Linked DNA regions of Mus musculus: all the other regions are linked to region 3. The links are chromatin contacts, called in public promoter capture Hi-C maps. All regions are on one chromosome and are shown on one strand. The core of a region is the stretch at or near the end of the contact, and the rest is flanking DNA. Distances in the headings are between cores, read along the strand shown.

The links. Promoter capture Hi-C pulls out the DNA fragments that hold promoters and counts their contacts.
Region 1: a promoter capture Hi-C map of stem cell-derived epiblast-like cells shows a contact between it and region 3, with 4 times the contacts expected there. A contact is called at or near these places in 6 of 39 promoter capture datasets (the 3T3-L1 cell line, the C10 cell line, cranial neural crest and 3 more), 3 of 130 datasets of targeted methods (embryonic stem cells, large pre-B cells and stem cell-derived neural progenitor cells) and 1 of 9 other capture datasets (embryonic stem cells).
Region 2: a promoter capture Hi-C map of embryonic stem cells shows a contact between it and region 3, with 12 times the contacts expected there. A contact is called at or near these places in 5 of 39 promoter capture datasets (the 3T3-L1 cell line, cranial neural crest, embryonic stem cells and 2 more), 3 of 484 Hi-C or Micro-C datasets (all in embryonic stem cells) and 14 of 130 datasets of targeted methods (embryonic stem cells, large pre-B cells, memory CD8 T cells and 3 more).

What each region holds. Positions count from the first base shown.
Region 1 is chr19:38,866,825-38,870,834 of GRCm38.p6, reverse strand. All of the region lies in intron 2 of Tbc1d12 (TBC1D12: TBC1 domain family, member 12), which reads right to left. Among named protein-coding and RNA genes, the nearest start is that of Tbc1d12, 32 kb to the right of the region's middle.
Region 2 is chr19:38,928,749-38,932,377 of GRCm38.p6, reverse strand. It overlaps Hells (helicase, lymphoid specific), which reads right to left and starts at 1,388. Exons shown (of 22, transcript NM_008234.3): 1 at 1,303-1,388; 2 at 866-987. The coding sequence starts at 970.
Region 3 is chr19:40,269,729-40,273,648 of GRCm38.p6, reverse strand. Pdlim1 (PDZ and LIM domain 1 (elfin)) reads left to right here and starts at 2,033. Exons shown (of 7, transcript NM_016861.4): 1 at 2,033-2,303. The coding sequence starts at 2,208. Gm41845 (a long non-coding RNA gene) reads right to left here and starts at 2,083. Exons shown (of 3, transcript XR_877853.2): 1 at 1,869-2,083.

The DNA of each region.
Region 1 (4,010 bases), core at 120-2,619, 1.4 Mb after region 3:
AGCACTCAGAACTGTGCATACTGGTTTGTGATTGTACAAATTCAGTATGGGCATCGCTTGGTGCAGAGGTACTGCAAGAGAAGGTCCGGCTTGACCATTTCTGAGTTTCCTGTGAGATAAACCCGGTTTAAAAGAGGTTGGTATCATATTTTGGTTAAAAATCAAAAATATTTTCCGGCTCTGCCTCGCCTCCCCAAAAGATACCCAGAGCCACATGTGTGGGTCTTATCAATACCCACGGGAGGAATCAGGTCCATGTCCACCCAAGCCAAGGTTAAAAGCCCACTCATCTACGGATGAGAAAATCATTTGATCACCTCAGTTAAGCGTTGCCTTATTTAACTTAATCAATAGGGGGGAGAGAGATTGGAGACGTACTATTGAAAGGGCAAGCCCTTCACTGCCTCCCACCCAAATAAAAAAGCCAATTGGCCTTGTACTACAAGAGCCGGTTGAACTCCTTCTCCCTGTTTCCCACCTATCATCCAAAAAAGCGGAGAAATATCAACTTAGTGTTATTATAGTGTATTTCACATTTGTTCAGTCAAACTTAGTCAGAGTTCCAACGCCCTACTTAAAATTCAACTAGAAAGTTACCTACCAAGTACTAATTAGCATTATAAAGTCAGAGCCTACAGCTCCAGGCTTTTCAGTTAGTTGTTCACTAAGATAAGAAAGGACAGTCTTAGCCTTATACCATAAGAAAAGTTAAGGAATCCCATGAAAGCAAGTTTTTTCTTTAGCCCTAGATTCCAGGCAGAACTATTGAGCATAGATAATTTTTCCCCCCTCAGGCCAGCTTTTTCTTTTTTTAAATTTTGTTAATAAAAGGGAGGAGATGTAGTCTCCCCTCCCCCAGCCTGAAACCTGCTTGCTCAGGGGTGGAGCTTCCTGCTCATTCGTTCTGCCACGCCCACTGCTGGAACCTGCGGAGCCACACACGTGCACCTTTCTACTGGACCAGAGATTATTCGGCGGGAATCGGGTCCCCTCCCCCTTCCTTCATAACTAGTGTCCCAACAATAAAATTTGAGCCTTGATCAGAGTAATTGTCTTGGCTACATTCCTTTCTCTCGCCACCTAGCCCCTCTTCTCTTCCAGGTTTCCAAAATGCCTTTCCAGGCTAGAACCCAGGTTGTGGTCTGCTGGCCGGCCACAACATCCAACAACCTCTTCTGACCTCCAGGGGGATGAGGCACACATGGGGTACACAGCCATATATGCAAGCATAACACTACCACACATAAAATTTTAATTAAAAAAAAATTACCCAAGGTGGCTTGGGAGATGGCTCAGTGGTTAGGAGCACCTGCTCCCCAAGAGGGAGGAGCTGAGTGTGAAACAATCCCAGCACCTACATAGAAAGGTGAGTGTGGCTGCACACTAGCCGGCCACACTGTGCTTGCGTGCATTCTACTGCTTAGGCACTCTAAAGGCAAGTGAGACATCTTTACATTTTCAAAGGGATTTGTTTATTTACGTATGTTTGAAAAGGGTTGTCTGTATCCCAGAGTGACCTCAAACTCACTCTGTAGCCAAGGGTGACTGTGGACTGTCTCCTACCTGCATGTCCTAAGTTCTGAGACTACGGAAGTCATCACCACATGGAACAGGAATCTATCTTGACTTTAATACATTTTCAGGAAGTTTTATACTTAGATTACTAGCTATAATTTACTTCCTACAGGAGTAATAGCTTAAGACTCTATCCTAAAATACGATGCAGTGTCAACTTTCTCATGGCTATACTGGTAATACCTTGTTTGTTTGTTTTTTTCTTTTTCTTTTTTCAACTTCAGACTTAAGTATAAAATTAGAAATCAGTACACAGTAAAGGGTCTCAAATACAGTTTTTTATTATTAATGCCTTACAGGATTCAAAGATGAAAGCTAAGGAAAACTGTTTCTAGTTAGCATAGACACATAAGGTTGTAAATATCTATTTGTATAAGAAAAAGCCACACCCACCTTGGAAAAGGACAGTCTCAGGAAAGAGGTCATCAGGATGATTTAAACAAAGAGGCAGGGATACACAGGAGAAAGGCCATGGGAAGTAAGGGTGCTTCCTGACACGGTTAGAGTCTGAGTGCAGTCTCCAGGACTCACATGAAAAGAGAGAATGGACTTCGCAAAGTTTTGGGGCTCCACACATACATGGTATTCAAGTGCATGCATATCCACACACATGAGAAATAGAAAAAAGAAAAAATGCTTTAACAAACCTTCTGTAGCAAGACAACTGTTTGGCCTCTTGAGGGAGAATTTGATCTAGAAAAACTACAGACAAAAGTTTCGATTGGCTGGGAGGTTTTTTCCAACAGTCTCACTTAGGAAGCCCTCCCACCTAAGTAGCCTAGGCCAGCCTCCAACTAATGGCAAAACTAACAGCAATTTATTTGCCTTGGGCTCCTTAGTGTAAAACCACACTCAGCTAGACAAAAGTTAATCTCACAGTATATATATATATATATATATATATATATATATATATATATATATATATATGAACACACACATACATACATACACACACAACTTTATGACAGAAGAAGTTCTGAGCCTTTTTAGGTTAACGAAGTTTTAGTAATAATTTTCATACTCTAAACCAAATGAAGTAAGAAGTAGTCCTATTAACAAATAGCCACGTTTGAAGAATTCAGTAAGACTACCTTAGTAGAGTACTGGCAATGTAGCTCAATCAGGAGGGTGCCTACCTAGGGTAACAGAGGCCCTAGGATCCTGCCCTAGGGCCTCTGTCCTGCCTAAACCAGGTCAGAGGCTTAAAGGTGTCTAATCTCAGCCAGTATGGAGACAGAACCAGGTAAAACAGGAGATCAAGGTCATACTGCATCTCAGCCAGCTCCTGGTCCACCCTGGCTTCATGAGACCTCAAAACAATAGAAGAAGAGTTAAGGAATATCGTAACAGAGGCTCAAAAGATGGCTCAGTGGTTTAAGAACACTTGCTGTTCTTTCAGAGGACCCACAGAGCAGTTCACACCCCAGGGGATCTAACACTCTCTTTTGACCTCTGTGGGCACCAGCTATACACACACACACACACACACACACACACACACACACACACACACGTGCATAGACATATATGCAGACAAAGCCCCCATATATACAAAGTAAATAACCTTAAAATAATATCTTAATACTAAATAAGCATTAAAAATAATATACATATAGCCAGATGTGGTGGTGCATGCCTTTAATCCTAGCACCCAAAACACAAAGGCAAGCAGATCTTTGTAAGTTTGAGTCCAGCCTCATCTAAAGAGTGAGTTCCAGACTACAGTCACACGTACATTGATTTCCGGTTTTGTTTTTGTTTGTTTATTTGTTTGTTTGTTTTTTAAGATAGCCTCAGCTGGCCTGAAACTTGAAACTCAGTATTTTCCTGTAAGACAGCCTAAAGTCCAAAACTAGAATTATAGCACATACTATTATGTTCAGATTTTATTTCAGCTTATTTTTTTTTTTTAAAGATTTATTTATTTATTATATGTAAGTACACTGTAGCTGTCTTCAGACACTCCAGAAGAGGGAGTCAGATCTCGTTACAGATGGTTGTGAGCCACCATGTGGTTGCTGGGATTTGAACTCCGGACCTTCAGAAGAGCAGTCGGGTGCTCTTACCCACTGAGCCATCTCACCAGCCCCCCTACTTACTGTTTTAATGAAACTAATTAAATATCTTTACTTTTTGAGACAGGTCTTGTAGCCCAGGCTAGCCTCAAGCTCCCTATAAAGCAGACTTAAAGGCATGGTACCCCTGTACCCAGCTTATGCAGTGCGGAGGGATCAAACCCGGCCGGGGCTTTGTACACGCATGCCAGCAAGCTCGCTACCACCTGAGCTGCAGCCCCAACATAACAGTGCTTTAACTTTTATTTTGGTTTATGACATGCAGTACTGCTGATATGATCTTGCTATGTTGATAGATTGTCCTGGATTCTCTGCGGTTCTCCCTCCTCCCTTGGCTCCAGAGAGCTGAGATTTATA
Region 2 (3,629 bases), core at 139-2,638, 1.3 Mb after region 3:
TTCCCATGATTATATCACCTTTTCTTGCATATGCAACAACTAAGCAGCAGGGTGGTGGCACTTCATAGTACTAATCAAGAACTAAACTTGCCAAATGTTAAAAGCTGCTTTCACTACGTTTTAAAAGATTCTGTTTTTTAAAGAAATGTACAAATACTGTAACTTACCATGAAAACATACACCTCAATTTTAGCTAAAGAACCTTACTTGTAGAAAACTAAAACAAATTGATTACTTAGGCAGCAAACAGTAATAAATTGCTAAGAAATCCTTAGGAGAAGGGAATGATATGCACACTCCAGTAATCCCAGCCAGCACTGGGAAGCTAGGCAGGGGGACCCTAGGATATGAAGGCCAGCATAATACTGTCTCAAAAACAAACCCAACAGAAAAATAGAGGGGAAGGGAATTATCAGTAGACCCGGCTTACAGCCCAACCGTTGATTAATGTCAACGTCTACCACCTCTGTCTACTAATACATACATTATGACTCGGGGCATTAAAGATTAATAATGTTGGCCATTAGGCATACAGTGAGAGAACATATTTTAAAAGCCAATAAAGATGGCAAAAGCAAGCAAACACTTACCAGTGACTCTTGACTGAATCTTAGTAGTCAAAAAAGCAATCTGAAACGTCCACTCAAAGATAAGTTGCAACCTACCCCGCCCAGACCACACTTCAGAAACCTATCTATCATTCAAAGCCCACGCCAAGATTTCCACTTTACAAGTACGGAGAAGCCAAGTGGCCAGGGCTGCTTGGAAGTTCAAGGAGAAGCAAGTGGGGGAGGCAGGCGGGGAGGCAGGCCGGGGGTGGGGGTGGGGAGCCGGGGAGAACCGCCGGCCGTGGACTTTACATTACCTCTTCTAACATCTTCCGCTCTTTCTCAAGTCCCGCAGCCTCGAGCTGTTCCTCCTCCTCCAGCATGGCTGGAGTAATCACCGCAGGCTCCGTTTGTTCGGCCATCTCTGGAGCCAAGGACCCTAAGGGAGCACGGCGGGGGCTTTCAGAACGGGATTCAAGTTACAACCCCCGAGTTCCAACTTCGGGAAGCCACGGCCTTCCCCCTCCCTGGCCGTCTGCATCGCCGGCCAAAGCCACGGACAGCGTCTGGGTGGCAAAGCCGGTCGGCCGGGACCCAGCTCGTGAGGAGACCTGTAAGGGAGACGTGGGGGAACGCTTCCGTGCCACCAAGCAGACCAGGTCGCCGCCGGCGGCTCCTCACGCCTTTTCCCCTCCTCAGCCCGGACCCCGGCGAGCTCCCTCCCCGGGGTGCAGCCTTCACGCCGCCGGCTCACCGCTGCTGCTCGCGGGCGGCTCCGCAGGCACGGCTGGACACCGGCCGGGGACCCAGTCGCCTCAAACGCCGCGAGCTAAATCCTCACACCCCGCCGGCTCGCTCGCCCCGCGGCGCAAGAAATTCGCGCGCTTCTCTTTCGCGGGAAAACCCGGTGGTCTCGCGAGACTTCGGGCTCCCCGCCCGCTGCAGACCTCGGCTCACGAGATTTGGACGCGCTTGGCTTTGCTTTCCGCCTCTCCCCAGGAGGGATGCGTTAAGCCTTTACCTGGACCCAGGCAAAGGGGGTGTAGCTAGCTCCAGCCTTGAATGTCGCCCGTGGTCACAGAGGCGCCGCAGACCGTAGTGGCCCCGATCGCCCCTTTCTTATTTAATGATGGTCCCGAGTTGTTCGGCGGGTGCAAGACCTCTTCACACACTGGATTGTTTGAACGCCCCCAATACCTGTCCTTTCGGTAGGTGAAGGTCGATGTTAGGGTGTCAAAAACGGCCAAGCTCGCTGGACCCTGACCAGTTGTAGTTCGCGGTTTTTCGTAAACTTCCTTTCCAAATAACTCTGAGGAGTGGTTTGTGAGTAAGAAGAAAGATGAGAAATTAAGATTATAGCTAGTTCAGGGGGGAAAAAGTATTTAGGATAAAATAGCGAGTGATAAACTGACTGAGAGGAACGGAGGAGAGAACAAGGTCTGTAGGTGTAGCGGAGTTGGTGTAATGCCTGCCCACAGGGAAAGGCTCCCTTGTCATCTCGCGCAGTGGAGGTCCAGGCACAGGATTAGGACTTTTGGAAGGTCAGTGATCCTTGGTTTACAGACACCCTGGAGCCCTGGAGTACATGAATCTTTAAAAAAAAAAAAAAATTTTTTTTTTTTCAGAAAACAAATAGACCGCTAATAAGAGTGGGTGCTGAAGGGTTTTTCTCGTGGCCGTTTTGCTTAGGTTTCAATTCCTTTTCTGCAATGCTTTACGCACGGAGAAGAAAAGTCCTGCAAATTGTCCGTTAATCTCTATGAGTACCAAGTCGCATTTGTAAGCCTACCCACACACCTCTAAATATGCACACTAAATAAAAATGTAAAGAAAAATTTAAGAGAAAAAGACATGGCTTTACCATAACCACCTTCGGGGGGATCCTCTATTTTAAAAAATAAGATTTTATTTGCGACAGGGTCTCACTATGCTGCGCTCCTCCCCCCCTGGTCTAGAACTTGCTATGTAGATTATGCCACCCTTGAACTCATAGAGCCCCACCTGCCTCTGCCTCCCACGTGCCAATGTATGCAACCATGCCTTGATGGTCGGCTTCCCTTCTAGGTCTTTAGGAAGAGCAGGTTGATTTGTCCAGAACAAGAGTTGGAGCACAGTGCAAATTCATTTGGTTCTCACAGAACAGACATCTGCTACATTGCTACATTAATTTCCTGACTCATCTTGGCTGCTGTGTAGACTAAATACTAGCAATGGCTAAGAAAAGCACCAGCTCTCTGCTTTCAAGGCCTCTGTGTAAATGCCTCCAGAACAACAGAAAATATACAGCAATGAACCAGAACTTCTAAATCCTTATGCATAGGTCTCTTAAACTCCAGAACCGGAAACAGAATAGAGTAATGGGAGAACTGGCAGATCTTTAAGACTAGGTAATTGGATACCTGGGGGTTGAGGAAAATGACAAGCAAAGAAATGTCAAAAAGCCAATCAGCCCAGGGTAAGAGTAACCTAGGCAGAAACTACAGCCACTGGAAGCACTTACGGCTCCTGCACACCACCTGAGTTTGGTTCCGAGCATGTGCATGTGCCTGTGCCTATAACTCCATCTCTGAGCCGGGCGGTGGTGGCGCTCAACTTTAATCCCAGCACTTGGGAGGCAGAGGCAGGCAGATTTCTGAGTTCGAGGCCAGCCTGGTCTACAGAGTGAGTTCCAGGACAGCCAGGGCTACACAGAGAAATCCTGTCTCGAAAACCCAAAAAAAAAAAAAAAAAAAAATTCAAATCTAGTATATGAATTACCATTTTCACTGCCTTATTTTCTCTTCCGGATAGAAATCCCGGAAGCCTACCTCCAGGAATCTAGGATTAACATTCCGTTCTCCAGGGTTCCTAAATGTCCACTGAAGTCTTTCATTATTATTTAAATCTCTACTGGAAGAGGAGGCCAGCAGTAGCTGGGGGAGGAAGTGGAAGAATTAACTTTTGGGCAACATCAGTTCTCCCCTTTATTTCTTTTTTTCTTTTTTTTTTTCTAAGCTCCTTCTACCATGTTGGCCTCCAACTCAGAAATCCGCCTGCCTCTGCCTCCCACGCCCGGCTCCCCCCTCTGTATCTCATTTTAGA
Region 3 (3,920 bases), core at 784-3,283:
TTCATGAGTAGCAGGTAAATTTGCTTTTGTCGTTAAGAGGTAGTAAAATTATGTGTTTACCAAAGAGCAGTTTTAAAAAGGTTTTGTGTGTGTGTGTGTGTGTGTGTGTATGTTCCTGTGTGTGGGTGCAGTATGTACGTGTGTGCATGAACACGTGTGTGGAGGTCAGAGGACAACCTTAGTGTCATTCCTCAGGTATCTCCCACCTTTTGTCTGAGGCAGGGTCTTTTACTGCCCCAGGACTTTACCAAGCAAACTAAACCAGCTGACCTGATGACCTCTGATCCTGCAGTAGCTGGAATTTCAGATGCCTGCCCCTGAGCTCAGTCTTCCACAGGAGTTTTGGGGTCAAATTCAGGTTCCTGCTCATTTAAGTCAAACACCTTAGTGACTGAGTTATGGCCCCAATCCTTTTTATAAAAGGTTTATTTATTTATTTATTTATTTATTTGATGTATCTGAGTACACCATTGCTCTCTTCAGACACACATCAGGTCCCATTCCAGATGGTTGTGAGCCACCATGTGGTTGCTGGGATTTGAACTCGTGACCTTTGGAATAGGCAGTCAGTGCTCTTACCCGCTGAGCCATCTCTCCAGCCCAAGAAGGGGTTTTAAAAGTTCTAGAAAACAGGAATGACCTTGATTTCTAAAAATGAGCAATTCATTGGCCGTCACAGGCCTTTGTGTTGGGTGAGGGACAAGATGATCCTTTCATATGTAAATCTGTGCAGAGACCCGCAAAAGATTGGCCAGGACCGCGGGGGGTCGCGAGGAGCTGCACTTTTCACAAATCCATTCAACCTGTGTCCAGCTTCCCGAATGAATGGGAACCAGGAAAACCACGAGGGGGTCAGTGGTCCTAAGGTTGGCTAATGTATTACATCCATCATGAGATTATTCTAGGCGGGGAACACCGCAGTGAGCTGTTTGCAAGATAAAAACCCGTCAGGTCTTGAAACTAGCGCTTAGGAATGTGGGTAGGACAAACTAATAAGTAAACTATAGACTACACAGGGATGGGCAGAGAATTAAGGCAGTGGAAGTTAAAGGGGGTCTAGAGGGGATGTTTAAATGGCTCTCAGAAATGGCCTTAACCAGAAGATGGTATCTGCAAGAAACCCTTGAGTTATCTGGGGGAAGGATACACGTGATGGCAAAGCTCTGAGTAGGAGGCCAGTGTGGTCAAAGTTGGAGACAGATTACAGCAGATTCAAGTCGTTCTTGGAGTGGCCTTAGAGGCATTTAAAGGGTTGGATTTTTACTCAGGGTGAAGAAGCATCAGTGGACAGCATGAGTTGTGGTTTAATCTGTTTTGAGAACTTATTTTGGGGGCAGCTCACAGAAGAAACTGATAGGGAGCTTTGAACCCTGGAATTTCCATTCACCGCTTTCCCGGCATTGGTCCACCCCGGACTTCATGATGGAATTGTTGGGAACGTCAGAATTCACCTACCTTCAATTTCAACTCCAGCCAGGAGGAAAGGTTTCTAGGAACTTCGTAGAGCCTAATTATAACCCCCTGACTACCCCCCCCCCCAACCGTTATAGTCCCATTAGCATTGGAAAGCTTCCAGGGTGGCCCAAGGAGCCTGGAAAATGATTCAGTAGCAACCCCGAGTTGTTGCGTAGCCTTAGGGGTGCTTTATAATCTCGGGCAGCCTCAATGACTTTATCTCTAAAATGGGACTAGAGATAAAGCGCCTAATTGCGTCAGGTGAGATCACTTGAAAGCGCCTCTTAAACGGCTCTGCGGTTTCCAAAAGTGTAAACCGCTCTGACCTCGCTCAATCCTTTTCGACTTTTTGCAAAGCACAACGCGTGGGTTTGTAAGGTCTGCTGTAGGTGGGGACAAGGCTTAGGTCTCACCTAGCTTTCATGCCGGGTTGGGAGCAGCAAGAAGGCTGTGGGTAGGGCGGGAGGAGGTGCGGGCGGAGGTTCGGGGCTGCTGGGCGGAGTTGAAGAGCCTAACTCCCGGATTAGAGTCTGGCGAGGTCCTGCGGGCCCGCTGGGAGTGGAGGCGCGGGCCGGGCGGGGCTGCAGCGACGCGGCCGGGGCGGATCTGTCCCCGCCCTCGCTCGCGACCCCGCCCGTCCCAGGATCTCCCAACTCCCGCCGCGCGCTCTTTCTCCGACAGCTGCTCCGGGAGCCCCGCGCGCCGTGCAGTTCTGTGCCTTGCCTGTCTGTCCCTTCCGATTGTGCCTAGCGATGACCACCCAGCAGATTGTTCTCCAGGGCCCGGGTCCCTGGGGTTTCCGCCTCGTGGGCGGCAAGGACTTCGAACAACCTCTCGCCATTTCCCGGGTAAGAGCGTCTTGGGACGCGCGTGGGAACGGGGTGGTTTCGTAGGGTGGCGGCGCGCTGCGTCCCTATGGAGGTCGGGGTGACTGGAGCTCCGAGGGGATCGCGGTGGGGCGCATCCAGGTGCGCCATTCGCCGAGCGCTCTGTGCCATCTGCCACCCCGTCCCAACCGCCGCGCTCCGGGGCAAGCGGGCTCGGTGCGCGCTGAGTCAAGGCCAAAGACAGTTTTCTTTCTGCGCCCCGGAAGCGTGGCGCGGCGCGGCAAGCAGACAAGCTTTGTGCCTGGGCGTGGAGACCTGGGGCTCCGCAGACCCTGTGCGCCAAGAGTTAACACTCCTTGCTCTTCACAGTGAAAGAGTTGGGGAGAGCTAATCGGAAGCAATAGAAAGTCCTGGAAGGTGAATGGAGTACAGAAAAGTTCCCTGGAAGGCGAATGGGATTCGTTCAGCTAACAACCGAAACAACAATTTTACACTCTTCGGATATGACCCGTGGCTGGCTCTCGGTTCTGTAAAGCCTTTCACAGGAAACACTGGAGTTGGGAAATAACCCCAGATAAACCTCCGTAGTCTCTCCCTGTCTAAGGTGGTTAGATCACCTTTCTGCCCTCCAGGTTATTCGCGATAAGGCCATTTCCTTTTGGGGAAGCGCACTAACGGTGTGTGGTGGTGATGATTGAAAACTTCTTGGTTGGGTCTTATCTGTGGGAGGGCGGGTGGCTCAATCGCAGACTGCTAGACCCGTGGCCCGTAATTGAAATGCAACCCCCTGTTAGACTCAGGCTCGGTATTTGGAAGTCCACACTTTGGCTATGTGATTTGGGCCAAACACAAGGAATATGTCCCACTGAGAGTCAATACTTTAGATTTTTAGTCCTTTCATATAGGTGTGTGTGTGTGTGTGTGCGTGTGTGCGCGCGCGCGCGCGCGCGCGTGACTCCGCTGGGCCCCGGGGGTGTTACTAAATATCTTTTAATTAAGGAGATAGAAAAACCTCAGGGATGCCTGACCTAGAGGGACCACATTCCATTCTTTTGTACACTTGTCTGCTGAAGCTAACCTTAAACTTGCTCCTCCAGTCTTGTAAATGTGTCTTTTTTTTTTTTTTTTTTTTTTTTTTAAATCTCAGAGGGATTCTGGGATGGAAATGGAAGTGAAAGATCCCAGTGGGTCCTTTTGACTTATGGCTATGCCTCCAGCAGCTGAAGGACTTAGGTGGAAGTTGTGGAATCATCCAGCCACCTCTTGGCTTTTCTGACAACCACAGTGGCTGTCACTCAGGCTTTCTTACAGGTGGGCCTGGCCTAGAAAGGGGCTCTTTGACCAGCCGACTCCAAATGAGCAGGCAGCCCAGTTTTAAGACTTGGGTCTTCCACATGCCCATCTTGTCTTCCAGAAATTTCTTTGTTATTGGAAATGTGAGCTGTTTTCTCAGCCTCCCACCAACCTTTTCAAGCCTGGGAGCTATGCCTTCATCAATATGGGCCTCTTACCCTAAGTCTGGCTGGCCCAGGACTGCACCCGACTGTGCCTGCCTAGTGTATCCTGGCAGGCAGACTACACATGCTTGCCCATGGAGGGCACAGCCTCTGCACATTTAGAGTTAGTTACCTCATAGTC